Regions from separate parts of the Sus scrofa genome. Here regions 1 and 3 are each linked to region 2. The links are chromatin contacts, called in public Hi-C and promoter capture Hi-C maps. All regions are on one chromosome and are shown on one strand. Each heading gives the region's core, a stretch centred on a gene start, on an enhancer-like site or on the middle of the called end of the contact. The rest is flanking DNA. Distances are from core to core; before and after follow the strand shown. Region 1 holds the start of H3F3A (H3 histone, family 3A). Region 2 holds the start of SDE2 (protein SDE2 homolog). Region 3 holds the start of PYCR2 (pyrroline-5-carboxylate reductase 2).

What was found. Promoter capture Hi-C pulls out the DNA fragments that hold promoters and counts their contacts. A called contact is a pair of places that touch in the nucleus more often than the background predicts.
Region 1: a contact with region 2 is called in a Hi-C map of embryonic fibroblasts, with 4 times the contacts expected there. The contact joins the promoter of H3F3A here to the promoter of SDE2 in region 2. A contact is called at or near these places in 3 of 5 promoter capture datasets (fetal liver, fetal skeletal muscle and liver), 28 of 47 Hi-C or Micro-C datasets (adipocytes, alveolar macrophages, blood and 14 more) and 2 of 2 datasets of contacts at active chromatin or transcription factors (alveolar macrophages and skeletal muscle).
Region 3: a promoter capture Hi-C map of fetal liver shows a contact between it and region 2, with 2.1 times the contacts expected there. The contact joins the promoter of PYCR2 here to the promoter of SDE2 in region 2. A contact is called at or near these places in 1 of 5 promoter capture datasets (fetal liver), 2 of 47 Hi-C or Micro-C datasets (epiblast stem cells and heart right ventricle) and 1 of 2 datasets of contacts at active chromatin or transcription factors (skeletal muscle).

What each region holds. Positions count from the first base shown.
Region 1 is chr10:13,938,415-13,942,179 of Sscrofa11.1, reverse strand. H3F3A (H3 histone, family 3A) reads right to left here and starts at 2,242. Exons shown (of 4, transcript NM_213930.1): 1 at 2,207-2,242; 2 at 511-661. The coding sequence starts at 638.
Region 2 is chr10:13,895,817-13,899,657 of Sscrofa11.1, reverse strand. SDE2 (protein SDE2 homolog) reads left to right here and starts at 1,811. Exons shown (of 8, transcript XM_003130543.3): 1 at 1,811-1,992. The coding sequence starts at 1,873.
Region 3 is chr10:13,843,119-13,847,151 of Sscrofa11.1, reverse strand. PYCR2 (pyrroline-5-carboxylate reductase 2) reads left to right here and starts at 1,252. Exons shown (of 7, transcript XM_021064411.1): 1 at 1,252-1,499; 2 at 1,693-1,822; 3 at 3,059-3,238; 4 at 3,327-3,548; 5 at 3,745-3,837; 6 at 4,032-4,033. The coding sequence starts at 1,793.

The DNA of each region.
Region 1 (3,765 bases), core at 993-3,492, 42 kb before region 2:
AAAATCATTCACAGAGGGCACCTAAATACGGATAACTTCTGCCCTCTAATGGCAGATGCCCTTAACAACACTGCTCAGGGTAGTTCAAAACTAATGTTTTAATAGACGGAAATAACCCAATTTAAGTAAATGAAGGACTAAAAATTCTCCCAATCGTGATAAAATTATTTTGACAACAATCAAGAGCATCCTCAAAAGGGTATTTAAAAAACAATACTTTATTATTTAAAAAACTTCTAATGTGTCAGCTAAATAAAATTTTACTCCATAGCATTAACGATATTACTGATGCAACATCTCCCTTAAGCTAAGATTACAGCTTCGAAATTAAACATGGTCCTTAATAAAACCCAACACCAAATATAAAATTTAGTAAATAACCAAAAGGGGAAAAAAATACCAGTTTCCCTAAGGCAAAAAGGATGCTTATTATACATCTTTTTATTAGATTGTATAGCTATTACTTCGGAAGATACACTTTGCCCCATTTTTTTCCCGTCTTTTTAATACCTGTAACGATGAGGTTTCTTCACCCCTCCAGTAGAGGGCGCACTCTTGCGAGCGGCTTTTGTAGCCAGTTGCTTCCTCGGTGCTTTACCACCAGTCGATTTGCGGGCGGTCTGCTTTGTACGAGCCATGGTATAGAGACCTCCTTACTTACCTACCAGCATCAAAAAAAAAAAAAAAAAAAAAAAAAATCACCACATGCAACCACCAAACATACAAGTTTTCCTGCCACTGCCACCGCGCCCCCCCAATCTGAAAATTTGGCTCAGTATTTAAAAATGTCCGTAATGTTACATAATTTGAAAGGGTGCAGATTACGCCTACCACCCAAATATGACTTCTTGAAACAAACTGTAGTACTAGAAAATTGTTAGCATTAACACCAGTCACCTCTCAAAATGCTAAATCTGAGCGATAAATGGCAAAACAAAAAGACCCCTATCTGCCTTCGCTTCAATTTCTTTAATTAAAGTAGAAATTAGAAATGTCTGTAAACATCCGATCAACGAATAAGTCAAAATAATGAAGCCACAAACCACAGAAAGGTCGCGTCAAATTACAGCAAAAAAGGTTTTAGCCCCCCCCGCGCTGCCCCCCCCTTTACGTCTGGCAGTTGATAGACTGCTGTAAATATCAGAAAACATTCCTGATTTTGCATCTCTACAGTTCTGTTGACAAAAAGGCGTCTCCAAAAACAAGAGGGGAACAACAGCTACCACCAAGCGAGCATTCTACAAAGCCCCGTCCTCGCCGTCCAGTCCTCCGAGGCTTCGCAATGAAATAAAAACAAGTGCCCCGCACCCAGGCTTTAATTAACGCACGAGAGCGACCGACCGGTCCACCCCAAGCACGACATAAACTTTTGGTTTCGCCTCCACCGGCCCCTCGGCACAGGGTCCCCCAGCCTGCCCGTCTCGCTCCCAGCGTCTCGCGCAGCCAAACTGAGCTCCCAGACCCGAACAAAATGGAAACAATCGCAAAACGTATCCGATTCCCTACCAAAGAGACAAAACACCAAAACGCTTGAAAATACCCCGATCCCCTGCCACGTGCCGCCCTCCAAAATGCAAAAGTTTTTTTTTTTTGCATTTCAAATGCATCAAGTTTCCGCTTCTCTAAAAAAGGAGAAAAACATGTTTCTCTTTTAAAAATTGTCCTCCTTTTTTGAAATGGGGAAGAGAGAAACGGGGGAAAAAATATGGTCGGTGACCAGAGAAGAGAGACAAGATGGTGAAGCTTAGCAACAACTGTGGGGAGGCAGCAAAAAGCGAGTTACCCCAGGGTGGGAAGCAGCGGCAATTTCCACCCTTTTCCCGCCCGAAAACTGGGGGCCGGGGCCCGGGGGCTGTAGTTAAGAGGCCCGCGCGGGTCATGGTGAAGGTCTGGGGTCCCGGGAAGGGGCGCCGGGCGGGATTTCACCGAAGAAAGAGGAGCCAGGGGCGCGGGGAGGAGGGAGAGCAGGCTCGGCGACGCGGCGGTTGCTGCTGTTGGGCTGAGGCGGCGAGAGACGGGGGAGCCGCCGGAGCCGCCGCCGCCTGAGGGGAGAGGGAAACTCGCTCCTCTCCATTTCTGGGCCAAAAAGTTTGTGGGCCAAGCAGGAGGGACCGTGGGGCCCCCCTTCCGCACCGCCGGGGCCCGGCCCGGGGCTGACGGCAAGCGGGGCTCGGTTCCGGGGAAGCGGGCAAACGGGGAAACTTACCCCCCTTCTCCTTCGGCTGGAGCTCGGCGAGCTAGAGGCGGCGCTGGCGTTGGCGAGCGACGGCGGCGCGGCGGCGGCTGCGAACACAATTGAAAGATGGCTGACACCGAGGCTATCCCCCAACACACGCCGCCCCGCCCCCGCGCCGCGCGCCAACCAATCACACACAATGGAGGGAAGGCTCGGCCCCGCCCCCCGCCCCTTGCTCGCGCCCCGCCCCCGCCCCTCCCCCCGCGCTCCCGTTCGCTGGCGCGCGCTCGCCCCTCCCCCGCGCGCCGCCCGCTCCCTCCTCCCGGCAGCCTCGCGCCGTGTGTGTACAAACACAAAAGACACGCCGAAGGGCCGTCGCTCCCGCCGAGACGGCTGCCCGCCCGCCCCAGTTTTGACTCCCGCTCCCCTGCTCCGCACTCCCACCCCGCTCCGTGCGCACACGTCATCGAACTCTGGAAGCCCGGGTTTGGGGCGCCGAGGGGAAGTGAGGGGGTGGGGCGGGCCGGCCGAGGCTCGGCGGGTGAACGCCCGACCTGCGGGCGTCTCGGGCCGCAGCGGGGAGGGCGAAGGAGGGGGCGCCCCGCTCCGGCGCGGGCCCCGGCGCGCGTCCCCGAGGCACCCCGGGCGGCGTGGGGGCGGGGAGGAGGCCACGGCGGGCCGGGTCGCCGCGGCCCAGTTGAAAACACTACCCAAAAGGAAGCTTGCAAATAGAAGCCTCCCGTCTTGCGCCCACTTTCGGAGGGGGCGGCTCTAGCGGCTGGCAGGGCTGTGGGCCGGCCGTCTTCGTGCCCTCGCTTCGGGCCAGGTGCCGCTGGCTCGCCCTCAGACAACTTTATTCACTCAAGACACTGGCCCGGGGACGGAGGCGGGCCCCGCGGTGCGGGCTGCGGGCTGCGCGCACGGGCTCTGCCACCTAGGACGCCCGACTCTTCGCAGGTAGCATCTCGGAGGGGACGGGGCTCGCCTCCTTCCTGGGCCGGGATGCCTGATGCAAGATGGCTGTATTTTGTAAGCCTCTAAAACAATGTATGGAATACACAGCTAACTGCACCAGGGCCTGACTCCGGTTCTGGCCGAGTGTCCTACTAGCCTGTTGGGCCTTTTAACGATGAAATGTTAGGTAGAATTGCCAAATCAAACATTGTCAGCGGCTTCTGCATAGTTTACATGCGGTAGAAAACCGGCAGAAATAAGGAAAACGTGGTTTGGGGATGATTATATTTTTCCATTCTCAGTAGCGTAGGAAACAGACTTACCGTTTCAAGTTATCCATGTTGTTAGTTCATTGGACTCAGAATATCTGCACGGTCCCTAGTTGGTATTGACAACACTTTGCAACTATGTGTGAAGGTTTTCAATAGAAGTGTCATGCTGACATCCCATAGGATAGTGAAAGATAAATTTCATAGATGGAGGGCATTAACTACTTTTCCGCAGTTTGAAGATCTTATAAAGCATTGTAATCATAAACATTATCCTAAAAACGGATATATGGAAATCACATATGAAAAAATAGATTTGTCCAAGGTCACTTAAGTGAGGAACAGACCCAGGAGAAACAAACAAAA
Region 2 (3,841 bases), core at 562-3,061:
CCAGTATATGTATACATATATATGTGTGTATAATATATATATATATATATATATATATATATATATATATAAATTTTTTTTCCCTTTTTTGGCTGACCTGTGGCATATGGAAATTCCCCAGCCAGGGAACTCATTTGAGCCAGAGCTGTGACCTACACCACAGCTTCAGCAGTGCTGGATTAAATCTGAGCCTCCATAGAGACAAGTGGATCATTAACCCATTGTGCCACAGTGGGAACTCCAGCCAATATTTATTTAACATCTGCTTTGTGTATGTCATGGTGCTGGGTGCTTATTGTGAAGATTTAACAGATTTATATATTGCTCAGAAGATTTTTGTCTTTGAAAAAATGCTAATAATTGTTACTTCATATTTTAAATGACAGATCCATGTTCAATACTTGGGATTTTTTTTAAAAACAACAAAAATTTAAATTCAACAAAGGGATAGAGTGAACAATTTCATTTAGACTTCAGGTTTTAAGAGGACTAGTTTTAATGTTAGTTACTAATGAACGATGTGGACTTTCCTTATTAGCAAAATATATACTTGGTGAGACACCAACTGACCCCTGGTCACTAGGTCACCCTATTTGTGAAACACAGCTCTCTAGGCACAACATCTTTATTAGTTTGTGGGGTTTTTTTTGTTTGTTTGTTTGTTTTTAACCTCCTGGCATCCCCATGGAGGTCGTTTCTCTCTCACTTTCCTTCCTGGGTAAGTGAAATAAAGACAACAATTAGAATACGGAACTTCAGAGGCCTTCAAATTCTATTTGTGTTCATAATGCCACAGTTCCAGGATTTCTGAATTTTTAGTTGCTTTCCCTTCAGCGGAGTTTCATTTGCCAAGTACCTGGGCACTAGAAAATTCAATTCCGTGGGCCGATACATTGGTGTTTAGTAGGCACAGATACCTCCCGAGAACCCTCCTATGTTTACACTCTACGCTTTTTAAAATTGTTCAAGATTTTAGAAATACCATAATCTCAGTATACTAAACATTAAGGGACTCCTTCAGATTCGCAGAGCCTTAAAGTTAGGCTGTGCAAATGTGTGCGAGTGTGTTTCCATGGTGCAGAATCAAAGTTATGGCAGGGTTTTTCGTAGCAGCATTACTATAAGCGTCACTTTTGCCACTGCCTTTCACAAGGGCTCACTTGCTGTGAAATATTTTGAAAACAGAGCCGAAGTGAAGATAACGCAGAGCGCAAACAGGCGGAAATACGAATAAACTGAGCAGAGCTGGCAGAAACCGAGAGGTTGGCACTTTCAGCAAAGGAAGAGAACGCTTGGTAAACCGAGAGGAAAAACCACCCAGGGCTGTTGCTGACCTCCGCTTCCCTTGCCCCTTGGGTTGGGGAAGCTCCCCAGGGCCGAGGAAGCAGCCCCCCTAAAGCCGCTTCCGGGACTGCAGCTTCCCTCCTCAGGCCCTAGGGAGCAGCGCCTTCTCAGGCCACGATTCCCTGCGACCCAAAAATAACTACACAGATGTGAGGAAAAGGGCCAAAGCCTGCACAGGGAGGTGCTTAGTTACTGTCTTATCGCTTTCAACCAGAACGCTCGAAACCTAACCCAGCGCCAGCCTTTTATAGAGAGTCCCTGGAGCCCCGCCCTAGCAACCTCTCCTAGCAACGCCTCGCCCCGGTGCTCCGCGGTCTTATCGGCCTCCGGCAGGCCCTTCCTGTTCCCCTCCCCCAACCAGCGCGGCCCGGCGGTCCCAGGTCACGTGACTATCCCGGGGGAGGGGCGGGGCCAGCCAAAGACCTGAGGGCGGGGCGCTGGAAGGCGAGCTAACGTCACCGAAATGCGCCGGGCTGTTTGTGGCGCTTATTGCCTTCTGGGAATCTCGAGGTTCAGTGGCTGGGTAAAATGGCGGAAGCTGCGGAGCTGGTGTGGCTTCGTGGCCCTGCCTTCGGGTGCAAGGCGTTGCGCGTTACCTCGACCCTGTGCTCCGTACGGGATTTTATCCACCGGCACTGCCAAGATCAGGTGAGGTTTGCGGTTCCTGGAAGGAAGGGGAACGTGGAGAACGTGGGCAAGATTGGGTGCGGACAGTGTCTGTCCCGGGCACGTTTATTCTTTGGGGTTTTCAGTTTTTGCGCCTGAGGATTCCTCAGTTTTAAAGTGCTTCCAGCTGATGCTGAGGCCTTCCTTTGCTTTTGTTTTGCGGTAGTTTTGTCTGACAGAGGGTCAAAAACCTCTCCGCTCACAGGTGCTTAGTCCGACCCTCAGTCTCTAATAACGGTTTAGACTTTGGTATTCTTTTCATCCTTAAACGAGGCAGTTGGACCAGATGAGTTTTAAGGCTCATTTACCTACGTTCACTCTTTGGCTATATGACATGCATTTTTGTCCGCTGAGAGCACAGCTCTGTTCGCTCCAACCTAGAGACGTATGTCATATCCAAACTCAGACCGAAGGATAGTTGGGAAAGAAATGGTCTGGGCAAGCACTCACATAGGTTCTGTCGAGGGCATGGTTCTTAGGGCTTGTCATTTAGATGTTTTCACTGATCATTTGATTGTCGTAATTGTCCAGGTATATTTTTGAGAACCTATCATGGACTTCTAAAATTACATGTTTATTTAATTATCAAGTAAGCAAATGTTTACAAACTGTAAGATATAAAAGCTGTTCAGATATTTAGAGAATTAGGTGGTCCCCGAATCTAATTTTAATTTCGGCATTTGCTCTAGTACTCTGTTTTTCTTTATCAGAACACCTCATTCTTACTTCCTTAGGCTGTTTCTCTTCTTGTAAGTTATAAGCTTAACATTTGTTAACACCGCAGTCCAAACCAAATCTTTTATTTGGACTAGTTCCATGAAGAAGCAGTGTGTTTTTGCAAATGTGGTTTTTGTTTCCCCATTTTCTTCCTGCTGCAATCCAGTTTAAAATCTATCAGAACTACCTTACAATCTGAATGGTGAAATATTTTCCTAAATAGTTGGATTTTAATATCTCTGAAAATAACTCTTATTTCATGAGTAGGTTTTCAGACTAACAGCTGATCCAGAGTGACCAGAAAAAATAGGATCTTGATTACGACAAGTATTTGTAAAAAATAATTTAAAATAAGAAGCAAGAAATATCAATGAATGGGTTCAGTCATATACTTAAACATGGCCATAACAAATATGAACAGAAATACAAAACTTATAATAAAGGGCATTTGATAAAGATACTGGAACAAATAAAAATAGCTCGAGTTCACATCTGTGCTTTTTAAAAACAAAACTCTTCTGACATGTGATAAAGTTAGTAGTAGCTGCCCGGGCAGAAAGTAAAAAGCAGCCCTGCTGGAGTTCCCTTTGTGGCTCAGCAGTTAATAATCCGTCTAGGACCCATGAGGATGCGGCCTCAAACCCTGACCTCAGTGGGTTAAGGATCTGGTGTTGCTGTGAGCTGTAGTGTAGGTCGCTGCTCAAATCCCAAGTTGCTGTGGCTGTGGTGTAGGCCGGCAGCTGTAGCTCTGATTCAACCCCTAGCCTGTGAACTTCCCTGTCTTGGGTGTGGCCCTAAAAAGCAAAAAAAAGGGGGGGGGCAACCCTGCTATTCATCAGGCTGGGTTAACAGACACAGATAAAGCCAGCCTCAAAGTTAATAAGAACAGTGTTTCCCATTACAGCAATAAATACCTACATTAAAAAAGAACAAAGAGGAAAAAAAAAAAGAACAGTGTTTCCCCCAAGGACATGGTGCAGTGATGAAGTATCACAGTGACTTCCTTGAAAGTCTACTTCTTTCTTGTTCTTTGGAAAACCTTATCCCAAAAAACCGTAGATTGTAAGAATAAACTCCGCTGTTTGAAATTTTATCAGTAAGAATGAAGCATCCC
Region 3 (4,033 bases), core at 3-2,502, 52 kb after region 2:
TTGTGTATCTAGTGAAGAATTTTCAAAACCATAGGTATATCATTCATTTCCAACGATGGAAAAGTATGTATGCATAGAAAATAATATGTAAGGAAATAACATCGAAAATATCTGCAAGAAATTATCCTTAGGAAGTATGACCGTGGGTGATTTTGAATTTCTTTTTATATTTTCCAAATTTTTCTCCATATGCATGTATTAACTTCTGTAATCAGAGAAAGTTATAAAAAATTTAATTTTGCTTAATTCTAAATATTTAGTACTCTTTTTTTTGGTCTTTTGAGGGCCGCACCTGTGGCACATGGAGGTTCCCAGGCTAGGGGTTGAATCAGAGCTGTAGCTGCCAGCCTACACCACAGCCACAGCAACACCAGATCCTTAACCCACTGAGCGACGCCAGAGATTGAACCCACAAAGTCATGGTTACTAGTCGGGTTCGTTAACCACTGAGCCACGAGGGGGAACTCCAGTACTCACTTTTAAGGGTGCAGAAACTCAAGAACTAGGGACTTGTCCAGGAATGTGATCAACTAGAGAAAAATTGCAGAAAATAGCCCACTGCTGGGGGTATGGGTGTGGATTACAGGGAAAGAACTGTAGAAAAACTGATAGGCTCTGACCTACTAATGGCCTCTCTGGCTCTTCTGACTCTGTAAGACGCCACCTCCTTCCTCTCTTTTTTTGTCACCTGATCCCTTAATACTTATATTTACTACTGATGAAAAGTAAACATCACATTTGTGGAACTTTTGAAAGTAGCGGAGATTGAGGGGTACTTTAGTCAGGTCCTAAGGAGCGCATCATTTTCTGCGCAGAAGAACTGATCCTATCTGCAGTCTAGTTAAAACCAATAGCTTGAACCACGCAAATTCAAGTGAAAAACCGCGGCGGCCCCCAGGCCAGCTCCAAGCCAGATAATCCCCCGGCGCACAGAGGAGCCTGGCTTGGAGCCCTCAGGTCTCCACGCTCCACATTCATCCCCTCAAATCAGCAACCTGGAGAATTCCTCTTGCGCATTGGGGGCAGCTGACGGCCAGCACCAGGTATAACTAGACAGACCTCCGCCTGGCTTCAGCCTCGAGCCAGGGGCGGGTCCCGAAAGCCCTGGGGTGGGGGCCAGGCCCAGGCCAGCTGAGATCTCGGCTTCGCGCGCAGGGTCCTAGGTTCCGCCTGACATTCCCGTGAGCAGGAGGCGGGCATAAGGTTCCGTCCCGGCTTGCGGATTGGCCGCTCCGGCGGGGCGTGGCCACGTGGGGCCCTGCGGCGCGGTCCCAGAATGAGGGAGTGAGGAGTCGGCTGGGGGACTCGTCCCGGAAGTTGCCGCCTACCCCCAGAATCCGGCTCCGGGGCGCGTCGCCCGCTCAGTTCTCCGCTTTTCGCCTTTCCTCGCTGCGCGGACTCCCCAGGCTGCTCGGCAGACGCGGAGCGAACCATGAGCGTGGGCTTCATCGGCGCCGGCCAGCTGGCCTGCGCCCTGGCGCGGGGCTTCACGGCTGCAGGTGAGCGTGTGGAGGCGGCCGCGCGGGCGGTTCGTAGCTTAGGCGGTGAACGTGAATGATTGAAGAAAGGGGAATTTGCATCTGCTGGGGAAGAAGAGACTCCTCTTAAGCCTGCAAAAGCGATTGAGAGGAGGAGAACGCCAGCAACCGTCTCCACAACGGAGTGTTGTAGGTTTTGATTCTGCTTTCCCAGGGAACGCATGGGAACGGGATAGACCGGGACCCTCAGTTAAAAAGCCTTACCTTCTGCAGGCATCCTGTCGGCTCACAAGATAATAGCCAGCTCCCCGGAAATGGACCTGCCCACGGTGGCCGCGCTCAGGGTAGGTGGGGCAGAAGGATGTTGGAAAGAGGGTGGAGGCCCAGGGCAAGGATGGCCTCATGAGCTGAGACTCTGTGCTGGTCCACGGCCGCGCACTGAGCTTCCCTCTGGGAGCATGACAAATTTCCGTCTTCCTTGGGGCAGTTCAGGGTGGTGGGAGCCGCAGACACAGACTTGGGTTCAAATTCAGACACTGGGGTTGTGAGAAGGTTAATTCAGGTTTTAATGTGTGGAAAGTACCTGACACCTAGTAGGTACCCAATAAAATACTCACTTTCCTTCATCAAGTGGCCTTAAGCTACTTGGCTACTCTGGGCCTCAGTTTCCTCATTTATAAATGGAGACCACAGCAGCCACTTGCTGAGCTATTCTGAGGCATAAGTGAGCCTGTTGGGAAAGAACCTGGCAAATTAGTCGTTCCTTTCTCTAAAAAAAGAACATCCTGGAATTCCCATTGTGGCTCAGCCGTTTACTGTGTTGGCATAGTATCCATGAGGATGTGGATTTGATCCCTGGCCTCGCTCAGTGGGTTAAGGGTCTGGTGTTGCTGTGAGCTGTGGTGTAGGTTGCAGATGCAGCTTGGATCCCTTGTGGCTGTGGCGTAGGCCAGCAGCTGCAGCTCCGATTCTACCTCCAGCCTGGGAGCCTCCATATGCTGCACCTGTGACCTTAAAAAGAAGAAGAAGAAAAAAAGAGCATCCCAAGTCTTCACCCCAAATCTGGGCGGTGTGGGAGAGAATGTGTAATGGGGGACAGGCAGTGTCTGTGCCTGGGGTGGCCAACTTTACTAGCACTGGAGGGCCCTGATACTGAGTTTGGAGTTTTAAAGGGATGGGCATCAGGCAGCCCACCCCTGGACCTTGCAGTGGGATGACCTATCCAGTGTTAGGATAGGGTCCTGCTTCTGACCATCGGGCACTGGCATTTCAGCTTTCCCTTTGCCCCTTTCCAGCCATGGAGCTGCCTTACCTGGCAGAGGGATTGAGTGCAGAGAAGTGGAAGGGATGGGGGACAGGGATTTGCTGGTTGCCATGGAGAAGCTTGTCCAGATCTAGCATCTGTGTGCTCACTTGCCCAGGAGCCACAGTGGAAAACTTTGTGCCATTGAGGGCACAGGGCAGGGGATTCCAGGCTGCACCTGGCAGAGTGGGCGGGGCAAGGGTTCAGCTGCTCTTGGGGACGGCCTGGGCCTGGGGAGGCTGCCCCACACCCTGAGCCCAGCAGTCTCCTCTTGCAGAAGATGGGGGTGAACCTGACCCGGAGCAACAAGGAGACAGTGAGGCACAGCGATGTCCTGTTCCTGGCCGTGAAGCCACACATCATCCCCTTCATCCTGGACGAGATTGGGGCCGATGTCCAGGCCAGGCACATTGTGGTCTCCTGTGCGGCCGGTGTCACCATCAGCTCTGTGGAGAAGGTGCCCATCTCAGGCCTGGCGCCCCTGTGTGAGGGGAGGGGTGGACGCTCATGGGACTGGCAGCTCACTCGTCCCTCTCCTGCCCCAGAAACTGCAGGCGTTCCAGCCGGCGCCCAAAGTCATCCGCTGTATGACCAACACGCCCGTGGTGGTGCGGGAGGGCGCCACGGTGTACGCCACGGGCACGCATGCCCTGGTGGAGGACGGGCAGCTCCTGGAGCAGCTCATGAGCAGCGTGGGCTTCTGCACCGAGGTGGAGGAGGACCTGATTGATGCCGTCACAGGCCTCAGTGGCAGTGGGCCTGCCTATGTGAGGCTCAGCCTTCCCAGGACCCAGGGGCGCAGGGTGGGAGGGCAGACGGGCTGTGGGTGTTGCCCACCTCTGGGGCGAGGCTGCCTGGTGGAGGAGGTCGACCCTGGGGGCTCGTTCCCATCACGAGGGAAGGCGGACCCTGGGCCCGCCCCTGAGTTCCCGCTGCCCCTGGACTTAGTGCATGTCTCTACAGGCGTTCATGGCCCTGGACGCCCTGGCCGATGGTGGGGTGAAGATGGGCCTGCCGCGGCGCCTGGCCGTCCGACTGGGGGCCCAGGCCTTGCTGGTCAGTATCTTCCCCTGTGTGTCCTGGACCATGGTATGGGGCCGGGGTTCCGGGGGTCACAGAGCTGAGGCAGGGCTGGGTCTGGAGGGTGGGGTGGAGTGGGGGAGGCGCAGCGGGTGTGAAGAAGTCTGCGTTAAGGGGCCACAGCAAAGGGTACCAGCTGTTTTTTCCTCCAACGCCCCCTCCTGCCCTAGGG